2 separate regions of the Macaca mulatta genome follow, and region 2 is linked to region 1. A link is a contact called in public Hi-C data. All regions are on one chromosome and are shown on one strand. Each heading gives the region's core, a stretch centred on a gene start, on an enhancer-like site or on the middle of the called end of the contact. The rest is flanking DNA. Distances are from core to core; before and after follow the strand shown. Region 1 has its middle 180 kb from the start of FOXO1. Region 2 holds the start of FOXO1 (forkhead box O1).

Region 1 (5,039 bases), core at 1,730-4,229:
ATTAGGCCTAAACTCAACTGGACCAACTGTGATCGCCTCCTGGCCTGCACAGGTGAAGCCACCAACCGTCCCAAGTTGTCTGGGACTCTTCTAGTTTAGAGGTAAAATTCCCACATCCTGGGCTACTTTGGGACAGATGGTCACTGTGGGTCCAGGTCGTGCACTATGAGAATACGGGCATGGGTTTTGGTTTGGAAGACTTCCAGCTGAATCCTGGACTGCCACTTTACTAGCTGTGGGCCACTTAACTTCTCTGAGTTTCATTCAGTTCCTGCACTCTAAAAATGAGATTTCAAAGGCTGTCTTTATAGGATTGTTTGCAAGGATTAAACCATAAGGGAACATAAAGCACATAATCGGTGGCACACAGCAAGCTCTCAATCCATGTGAGATGGGAAACATTTATCCGCAACCGTAGCTAGCATAACTGAGGCAGGATTACCCAGAGATGATGGCGAGCATCAGGTGAGGCAGATGGAGATGCAGACAGCTGTTGCTTCCTTACGGAGCTGGTGCCCGTCATTTGCACATTCAGCCCCAGCCCTGGGTCCTGCCAAGAAGCCTGGACAAGGAAGATCTCTATAGGTGCTCAAGAGCCACTGGCAGACACACATGCAGTCAGGCAAGAAAGCCACACGCCCAGGCCACAACGGCCCTGCCACTCAGCACTGAGTGCCCAGGCAGATGGGAGAACCACGCTGCAAGCCTTTCCTAGTCCCCGTATGATGAATGAATGACTGTCCTCGTGGGACACTTCGCAGCAGAGCTAGCAAGAGCCACGGCACGGATGCTGCCCACACACCTGCACTCCTGAGACCTGCAGAGCTTTGGGTCCTCTCACCAGCGGAGTGAGGATGAGGGTGTGCTGACTCAATGGAGGTGCGCAGAGCAGAAATGCTACCCCTCGCACTGCCACGGCGGTAAGGAGAGGAAATAAAACCCATGTCTTTTCAAAGATTGTGTGAGTGTCCTCGAGCTCCTCTTCTGGCTTTTCAGCAGCTGTTTGGCATACACAGGCGAATGACAGAGAGGAAGGGAGGGCAGAGAACTGTGTAGATGCCAGTGTCTTGCTCACTGCAGACAGCACTGAGTGAGCTCCTGCCGTAAGGCTGACACAGTCCCTGCCCTCCTGGAGGTTAACCCTTTAGCATGGGGAGGCGACAGCAGACAAATCAATAAGTAAGAGAGTGTTTGATAGTAATAAGTGTCTTGAACACAAAACCAAAACGGTAATGTGATGAGCAATGGCGAGCAGGGGGACTTAATCAGATGGGAGTCAGGGAGGACCTCTGTAAGTAAGGCGTCATGTCTAAGCTGAGAGCAAGCCGATGCCAAGGAGGCAGCCATCCAAGAGGCCGGAGGCGTGTGCAGGAAGAGGGCACAGTGGTGCAAAGACCCGGGATGGCAGCAAGCGTGGGTCTGCCCGGAACAGGAGGAGCACTGGGACCCAGAGCTCTGGGAGACGGTGGTGGCTTGAATAAGGGGAGTAGAGGTAGAGGGGTGACACGTGGCCCAATCTGAGGTATATTCTTTACTGCAAAGCCAATAGGACTCACTGGTAGATTGAGTGTGCTTGGAGGAGTGGGAAACAGAAGAACCAAGAGTGATTCTTTAGATTTAGGGTAGATACATGCTGTAACCCAGCAAAAGATGGAGGAAGACTTGTTTGGCCATGTCAAGCGTGAGATGCCAGCTGCATATCCTAGTGGAGGTGCCAGGCAGGTGGCTGGAGAGATGGGCTCGGAGGAGGGTCAGGGCTAGAGATAGAAATAAGAGAGAGAATAGCCCCTGTGTGGAGTCAGAAGGGGGAGGTCTTTCGCTGCAGCCTATGAATGTTGCTTTGCTTCCAAATACACCACGCGGTCCACACCCCCTTGCAGCCTAAGTCCCTGCATGTTCAAACAGCCAGGCTGTGAACCAGCTCTACCTACAGGCTTCACATACAACATGTGGAGGAGCCTGGCCCAGTTCCTCCCCAACTCATGTTTATTCTCTCCACAAACATGTGTCCAGGACTTACCTGTGCCAGGGGCTAGGCTAGATAACTTGCCCTGCAGAACAGAAGGCGTGCCCAGGGAGCTAGCTCATTTGGAAAGGAGATGGGAGGGTGGGCAGGGTGTGGCCGCAGGAAGTGGCAGGCATGGGGCCAGGCTGCCTGGGGGCCAGGCTTGCTGAGCCATCACCTAGCTGAGGACCTGAACCAAGTCCATCTGCAGGCTGCGAAGCCCTCATCACATCAGCGGTGGGGACGGGGGATGGGGAGGAAAATGACCCCTTAGAGTCCCTTCCAGTTCCAAAATGCTGCAATTATCTGGAAATTATCATCTCAGCAGACAAATCATTTAGGCAAAAAAACAGATTTAAAAATCCTTTCGCTCCAATTATGCATTTTTTTTAACTTGAATTTTCATGGTAATTGCCTGAAGCCTGAGTAGTCTGTCCCCAGACAAAGCAGTCTTTGAGTTAAACTCTGCTTTGTGTGTCAAAGCAAAGATACCCGCAGAGCAGACTCCACCTTCTTCTCTCTACACCTCCTCTCCGGGCTCCACCTCAGAGTGCACAGATGAGGAGGTGCACACGAAATCTCCTTTGTACTAAGTACAGTTATTATAAGGTGTGGCCCCTTAGACACTACCCTCTCTATTATTTTGACAGTATGACTTCCTGTAATATTACTATCTCCTATCATCTCAGTAACAAAGGCTGATACCTGGGTTTTTTTCTTTTTTTTTTTTTTTTTCACCTCTCAACAATATACTTGACATTTAATGCATCATCAAAAAGTTTCTGAGGTTTTGGGGCTAAAGCTCTAAAAGTATTACTTCCTGCTGCCGGGGCAGCAGCTCCGTTACCCAGAGCAGCCCCAAGACTTCTGAGGCAAGGCTACTACCCTGTTCTCGACTTCGCCAGACGATCCCAAGGATTTCAAAGCCAGCCTAAACCCCACCCCAGCCTCAGTGGGCCCTCCCAAGGGCTGAGAAATGGGTCCCAGAGCAGAAAGCACAGAAGCCATTGCTTCCCATCCCAAGCTCTGTTCCTTAGTTCTGTGGGTCCTTGAGCAAGTCACTTAACCTTTCTGCTGCCCAGATTGGTGGAATTACTGCATGGGGCAAAATGATCCCCAGGGAGTGGCCCAGCATCCATTCTCAGGTGTTCAAGTGGAGACTCGAACTGCCCTCAAGGCTAGTCAGGTGGCCTGCAATGAAACCTGCAGTGAATCTGCATATTTTTCCTAAACGTTAGCTTGGTTTCCCCAAACTGCTCCCTAGTGGCCCAGCACCATGGGAATGTGCGGGCCTGCTCTGTGAAGGTGGGATTTGCAGCCAACAAGGCAGAAAAGCGATCGTCATTTACCCAACTCTATTACTTCAGCAGCATTTACAGTGCCACACATGTGTGGTCAGGGCCAAAGCCAGGCTCAAAGATACAAGGACAAATACAGCAAAGCCCACGACCTCTGGGAACAGACTGTCCAGAGGTTGGAATGGCATGTGAGCACACAGCTGCCCGCAAGAAGGGCTGGGGAAGACTGGAGGGGGTACAGGAAGGGAGCCCCTAATTATCCCCGAAGATTAGAGAGGGAGAGGCAGAGCAGGCTTCCCAAAGGAGCTAACACTTGACCCCACTCAGTTTTCACAGTGGTTGGGCAGCTGGACATTCCAGGCAGAGGCAGTAGGAAAGTCCATGGCCCAGGCCCAGAGAGAAGGGCTGGCTGGGTAACACACACGGACCCATCAGGCCGGACCACGATGCACATGGGGCAGTGCTTAAAACCAGGCCCGAGGCTTCAGCACCTGCTGAGGAGTGTGGCTGTTTCTCATTTTGGGTTTTTGGTCCGTGGAGTGCGGTACAGGCTGTATAGCTAAGGGTCGGAGGCATTGATTTGTGAGGTCAGCCAGACTCAAATGGAATCCCTGCTTGTACTAATGGTGTGATCTTGGGAGAAATACTGAATCTTTCTAAACCCCCATCCTCTCATCTGTAAAATGGGCATAATAATGCCCACCTCATAGATTGTGAGGGTTATGGAAAATAACAAATGCCATGTGCTGCCCTTCAATTATAGCAGCCAGTTAAAACACACAGAGGAGGGCTCAGCTTGTGCTTGCAGAATTATTCCTCTGGCGCTGTTTGGCAGATGGGCTGGGAGAAAGACAGGTGGCTGGGATGCATCCAAATGCATGAACACATACATACGCACACGCAAACTTCTTTTTTAATTTTTATTTATTTATTTAGAGACAGGGTCTCCCTCTGTCACCCAGGCTGGAGTGCAGTGATGCCATCATAGCTCACTGCAGCCTCGACCTCCTGCACACAGGTGATCCTCCCACCTCAGCCTCCTGAGTAGCTGAGACTGCAGGCGCCCGCCACCACACCCAGCTAATTTACTTTTTATTATTTTTTGTAGAGACAAGGTCGGGCTGTGTTGCTAGGCTGGTCTCTAACTCCTGGCCTTGAATGATCTTCCCACTTCAGCCTCCCAAAGTACTGGGATTACAGGTGTGAGCCCTCGTGCCCAGGCTCAAACTTCTTTGGTAGTGGGGTAAACAATGTACTACAGAGAAGATGTGATTTAATTTGAAGGTGAAAGAGGGGAGGACTCCAAAACAGGCTTTAGGGTAAAGGCAACTTAGGAAATGGGTCTTGTTAGGAGGAGAAATTCGGAGAGAACAATGCATGGAGGTGTGAAGTTTCAAGGTGTTAGGAGTAGTGAGAATACACCAGAGCTGCCGGCCTCTGGGGGAGGAGGGTGGAAAAGGCTTTCACGGGCCCATACTCAGGAGACACATACATATTCCATGACCACTGGGTGTGCCACAGCTGTCGTGATGAGTCCAGGCCAGATCCTGGGCAGGCCTTGAATGACATGCTAAGGGACTTGGAATTTATTCAGAAAGTCACAAGGAGGCCATTCCTTTATTAGAATTATGTGTTTCCTGTCCACTGACCCACACAAATCTTTCAAGGAAGGAGGGAGATTGCAGTAGAGGCGTGCCCACCGCCCCCTGGCTCCCCCACATTCAAGAGAATTGAAC
Region 2 (5,039 bases), core at 1,098-3,597, 180 kb after region 1:
CTAGACAGCCTTTACAGCAATTCCGCCACCGGTGACAGTGAGAAACTGTCAGCTTGGGGAGGCCGCGCGGCGACTGGACCCCGCCCCCGGGAAGCCTCCCCGGGGCCGAGGCCACCCCCCCGCCCCGGGCCTTCTCCTCGGAGTCGGGAAATGCCTGCCCCCACGCTAAGTCTCTACTGGCCACTCTCTATAAGGCAAAAATGGCAAAAATCCTCATTTGAGGCATCGCTCCCTCGACGCCCATCGCCACTCCGACTCCCTCAAAAAATTGGTCGCAAAGCCCCCCGCCTGGTCCCTCATCTGGACCTCCATTCTCAAGAACAGGGTGGCAAGGCAGGAAAAGACGCACACTTCCCAGCCCCCGGCCCCCGAGGGCAGCCTCTGTGTTTCTCAATAAAGCCTCCTACCAGGGGCAAGACCAAGTTCGGGCGCTTCCCCTCGTGGAGAAACGCTGGCCCCACGGCTCCCGGCCCGGACGCGCTGGCCCTTTAAAGGCGCGGGCTTCCTGCGCCCGGGGCCCCTCCCACGCCATCGCCACCGCCCGCGCCCGCCCCCGCCGAGGGTCACACTTGAACTTTAGCTCGCCCAGCGCAGCCAGGCGCCGGCGCTCCGCAGGCGGTGGCCGCCCCTTCGCACGTGTCGGAGGCACCACCTCGGGCTCGGGACGCCCGGCCCCCGGCACTCGAGGCCACTCCAGAGAAAACCAAACAAAGCAAAATGCGCACCGCCTCCAGAAACTGCCCGGCTGGCCCTGCACCGTCCACGGCCGGTCGCGCCCTGCCTGTCCCCTCCACCTGCAGCCCGGTCCCGGGACAGGGAGAGTCCGGGGCCCCTCGCCGCGCCCTCCCCCGCCGCGCCCGGCGGAAACAGCTCCGCAGCGCGGCCGGAGAGGACCTGCCCTCCCCCCGCGGAGGTCCGGGAGGGAAGGGGCAGTCGAAGCAGTCAGCGCGGGCCGGGGGAGTGCCCCTCCCAGCGAACCCGTTTCTCCTTTCACTGGCAAACTTTTCGGCCGCTGATATCCACTTCTTGGCGCACTTTCTTTACTTAGTTCCTCGACGAGCCCCTTTTCGCGTCCCACGCGAACTCTTGACTGGCGCGCGCGCACACCTACTGCCGTCCCCGACCGGACCTGGGCGAGGTCACCGCGACCACCGCTTCTCGCCCGCCCTCCTGGGAACGCGCTGCCCTCCTGGCCCGCACCTTCAGGCCGAGCAAACCTGCACAGCTGCGCCCTCGCCTGACCCACCGCGCCCCCAAGGTCCGGCCGCGCGCCGAGACCGCTCACCTTCCAGCCCGCCGAGCTGTTGCTGTCACCCTTATCCTTGAAGTAGGGCACGCTCTTGACCATCCACTCGTAGATCTGCGACAGCGTCAGCCGCTTCTCCGCCGAGCTCTCGATGGCCTTGGTGATGAGGTCAGCGTAGGACAGGTTGCCCCACGCGTTGCGGCGGGACGAGCTGCTCTTGCGCGGCTGCCCCGCGAGAGGCCCAGCGGCAGCGGGGGGCACTGGCGGGTGCTGCGACAGCGGCCCGGGCGGCGGGGGCTGCGGCGGCGCTGGGTGCAGGCAGCCCGCCTCCGGGCCTTGGAAGTCCCCGCACAGTCCCCCGGTGGCGGCCGCGGCGGCCGCCGCCGCCACCGCCGCCGCCACGGAGCCGGGTGCTTGCGGAAAGTCCTCGCTCTCCTCCAGCAAGCTCAGGTTGCTCATGAAGTCGGCGCTGACAGCGGCAGCCGAGGCCGAGGGCAGGCCCGCCGCGGCGTCGGGGTTGGCAGCCGCGCCGCCCGACGGCGCCGGGCTGGAGGTGGCCGAGTTGGACTGGCTAAACTCCGGCCTGGGCAGCGGCCAGGTGCACGAGCGCGGCCGGGGCAGCGGCTCGAAGTCCGGGTCGATCTCCACCACCTGAGGCGCTTCGGCCATGGTGACCCCCGCCCCTCCCCCAGCCGCGGGAGAGCCAAGAAGGGGAGAACGCAGCACGGGGGCCGGAGGGGGAGGGGGCGCGAAGAGACGGTCCGAGATTTGGGGGAACGAAGCCGGTGCGGCGAGCGGACGGAAACTGGGAGGAAAGCGCGGCGGAGTGCAAGCGCGAGCCCAGAACTTAACTTCGCCGGGCCATCCACATCGAGGCTCCTCAGGGTCCGCCGCACGGACTGGACGGCTGGCCAGAGCCGCCGGGCCGGGGCAGAGCCTGCGCCGCGCTCCAGCTGACAGGGCCGCGGACGGAAGGACAGACGGATGCCGCGGGCCGCTCGCTCTCCCCGGCTGCGCGCCCGCTGCGCTGCTGCCTGTTGAATGTGGCGGCGGCAGCAGCGGCTGCTGCGACTACTAGGCCGCCCGACTTACGGGATCTGCCGCCGCTCCCCGCCCGCGCCGGCGCGCGCGCCGGCCCGCCCCTGACCGACAGCCCGCGCGGCCAATGGGCATGCGGCACCGCCGCCTGGGCAGCCAGTGGGCGCCGGGCTGGGCGGGGCCCGGTTTTCCACGGGGAGGCGGCGGTGGGCTGGTGGGGGGTAGTAGGGTGTTTTTCTCTTTCACACACTCATCTCCTTTTTTTTTTTTTTTTTTTTGGATCTCTATTATTTTCTGGTAATTCTCGAGTGTTTCTGTGATTCTCTCGCCTTCTCAGTGTTTTGATTGCTAGGAAGCAAAGCAGCGTGGAGGCGGCGGCGACACTTTGTTTACTACGGAGGAGCAGAGCCGAGTACTCTGGAAGCCCGGGTGGGAGGAGGCGCTCGCTGCGCCTTGACCTCTGCTGCGGGCCCAGCCCGGCGGGCGGACAGGGCAGGGGGCCGGGGACCCGGGGCGCGGGGTGGGTGGGTGGAGGCGGCCGCGCGGAATTCTACTCAATCGTTCCCTCCTGGCTCCACCCACGATGTCTTTGCTAAACGACGTGGGGAATCGGTGGATTTTGTTTTGGTTTAGTGTTTTCTTTCGCTGCGATCTGTCAAGTCCTCCGGCCCGCTCACGGGCTGCACACGACCACCGCCCCTGGCGCCGCGGGTCCTGCAGTCGAGTCCGCGCTGAGAGACCCTTCTCCGCGCCCGGTGCCCACCTGTCCGCACCCCCAGGCTCAACCTGTGCCATTCGGTCTAGCCAGAGGCGCGTCACCCAGCCGGGCAGCCCCCAACCGGATTCACTGTATTCTTGATCTTTTTTAAAAGGCTAGAAATGAGGAACAGGGGCCCCGGCGCGAGGAGGAGATTCTCCCGCCTCCCCGCACACACGGATCCAAAGGCACCCGCGACCGCATGCCCTCCGTGGGAACCTCTTCCCCTGGGCGGGAATCTCCCGCTTCGTCCACTGAGTCCAGGGCCGGCAGCGAAGGGCTCAGGAGCGCAGTTAGCGAGAACCAGGTCACTTTATTACTTACCCCTAATTAAATTTAACTGTTTGTTATTTCTTTTTTATTTACAACGGAAGTGATCGGGTGTTAAGTTAAAACGCAAGGGCGGGGGATAGGACCAAAGCCTTGGGGCGCAGCCTGCCCCATCCCCAAGTTCCTTGAGGCTACTTGCTGTGTGCGTCAACCAACCCCCCACCCACACCCCACCTTTCCTCGTCTGAGCTGCAGGTCCAGGACATCCTGTCGAGGATCAGTGGGGCCAAAGGTAGGAAGATAATGGCCCTTGTGTCTCAAGCAGAAGAAACAGTTTTCCAGTTTTGTTTTGTTATGCTTTTGCTTTTTTAGGAAGAATATGGAAGGCATTTCCTTTTAGAAAGATGGGAACACTTAGGATGGAAGATGGACAATAGGGTTTTAAATATCTTGTCCAAAAGGACAGCTTCCAACTCTTTTTTTTAATTCCCCTTTCTTTCTTACAAGTAATTCTGCAATGGAAAAAGTGGCATCTAGAGAAAATTAGTCTGTTGGACAAGAGGTTGTTGAAAAAATAGAAAAGAGGGGAAAAAGGGGAAAATGAGGCCTCTTACAAAAGTTAAAAAGATTTAGAGATCTGTTTCTTCATTTATATTCTAACTATCGTCTCTGTAGTCTGGGCTCCTGTTTCTTCATAATCCATTTATCACAATAGCTTCTTGCTGATACTGGGGATGGGTGGGGTGGGGAGCCTGAGCCGGATGGATTGGGGACGGGCGGAGGCTGGTTCCCACCCTCGTCTTGTGGTCTCTTCACGTTTACTAGCAAATTTGGACAATCTGGGCCTCCTCTGCCAGCCGCTAGGGGACCTCAGTAACCCAGATGATGAGCTCAAAGGCAGGCCCCAAAGTACAGCTGTTGCTTCCCCCATCCTTTCCAATTACACTCTGCAGAAGCAGCCCCTGATCCAGACAGCCGCACCCTAAAAATAGGCGGTGCCCTAGTGGATAATTCTTGGCAAAGGAAGCCAGCTTCAAATTTGGCCTTGCCTTCATTTCTATTCCGGTTTTTCAGGGCGTCAATCAGAGAAGAATATTTATTTGGTTAAAGGAGTCTTCCTACAGACTTTCCCCAAATCCTTGAAATCTTTGAGGCTCTCCTGCCCAATTATTTCTTCAAATGTGATGTGATAGTTTACTTTTATTTGGTCTTTCTTTAAAAAACTTGACGAGGCAGGCACAGAGAACCTATAATACCAATGTCCCTGACACATAGGTCCAAAGGATTAAAAATATATATTGAAGGGTTTTTACAGCTAACCACCACACTGTTGTATCTAAATATCAATTTACTGAACCCCAGGATGTTGTTGAATATTTCACTTGTTTCCAGTCTTTAGCTATCACAGACTATTCTGTAAGAAATAACCTTGCATAACTTCATTTCATGTCTGTAGAAGTATATATACAGGAGGAGTTTCCAGAAATGAAAGTCATTGAGTCAGCAGGTATACCCATTCGTAATTTTGAAAGGCACAGCCAAATTGCCCTCCACAAGGGTTATATCAAGCTAAACTTTCTTTTCCATTAGACCCACAGAATGTTAAACTTGAAAATAAATTTGGAGATCACCTTGGTGACCCCCTTTAACTTAGAAACTAAGAGAGGTGCAGAGAGGCCGATTTGCCCCAGCTCCCATAATAAAAGGGGTGATGCCAGGGCCATAGCT

What was found. Hi-C and Micro-C count contacts between places; a contact is called where the count stands out from the background.
Region 2: a Hi-C map of blood shows a contact between it and region 1, with 2.3 times the contacts expected there. The contact joins the promoter of FOXO1 here to the enhancer-like site in region 1. A contact is called at or near these places in 3 of 14 Hi-C or Micro-C datasets (CD4 T cells, blood and liver).

What each region holds. Positions count from the first base shown.
Region 1 is chr17:19,942,837-19,947,875 of T2T-MMU8v2.0, forward strand. No RefSeq gene overlaps it. Among named protein-coding and RNA genes, the nearest start is that of FOXO1, 180 kb to the right of the region's middle. Within about 2 kb of position 2,980, at least 10 of the 40 cell types and tissues checked have an H3K27ac peak or open chromatin away from gene starts, as enhancers often do. A contact at or near this core is called in CD4 T cells and blood, where this site is marked.
Region 2 is chr17:20,127,262-20,132,300 of T2T-MMU8v2.0, forward strand. It overlaps FOXO1 (forkhead box O1), which reads right to left and starts at 2,348. Exons shown (of 3, transcript XM_001088437.5): 1 at 1,286-2,348. The coding sequence starts at 1,915.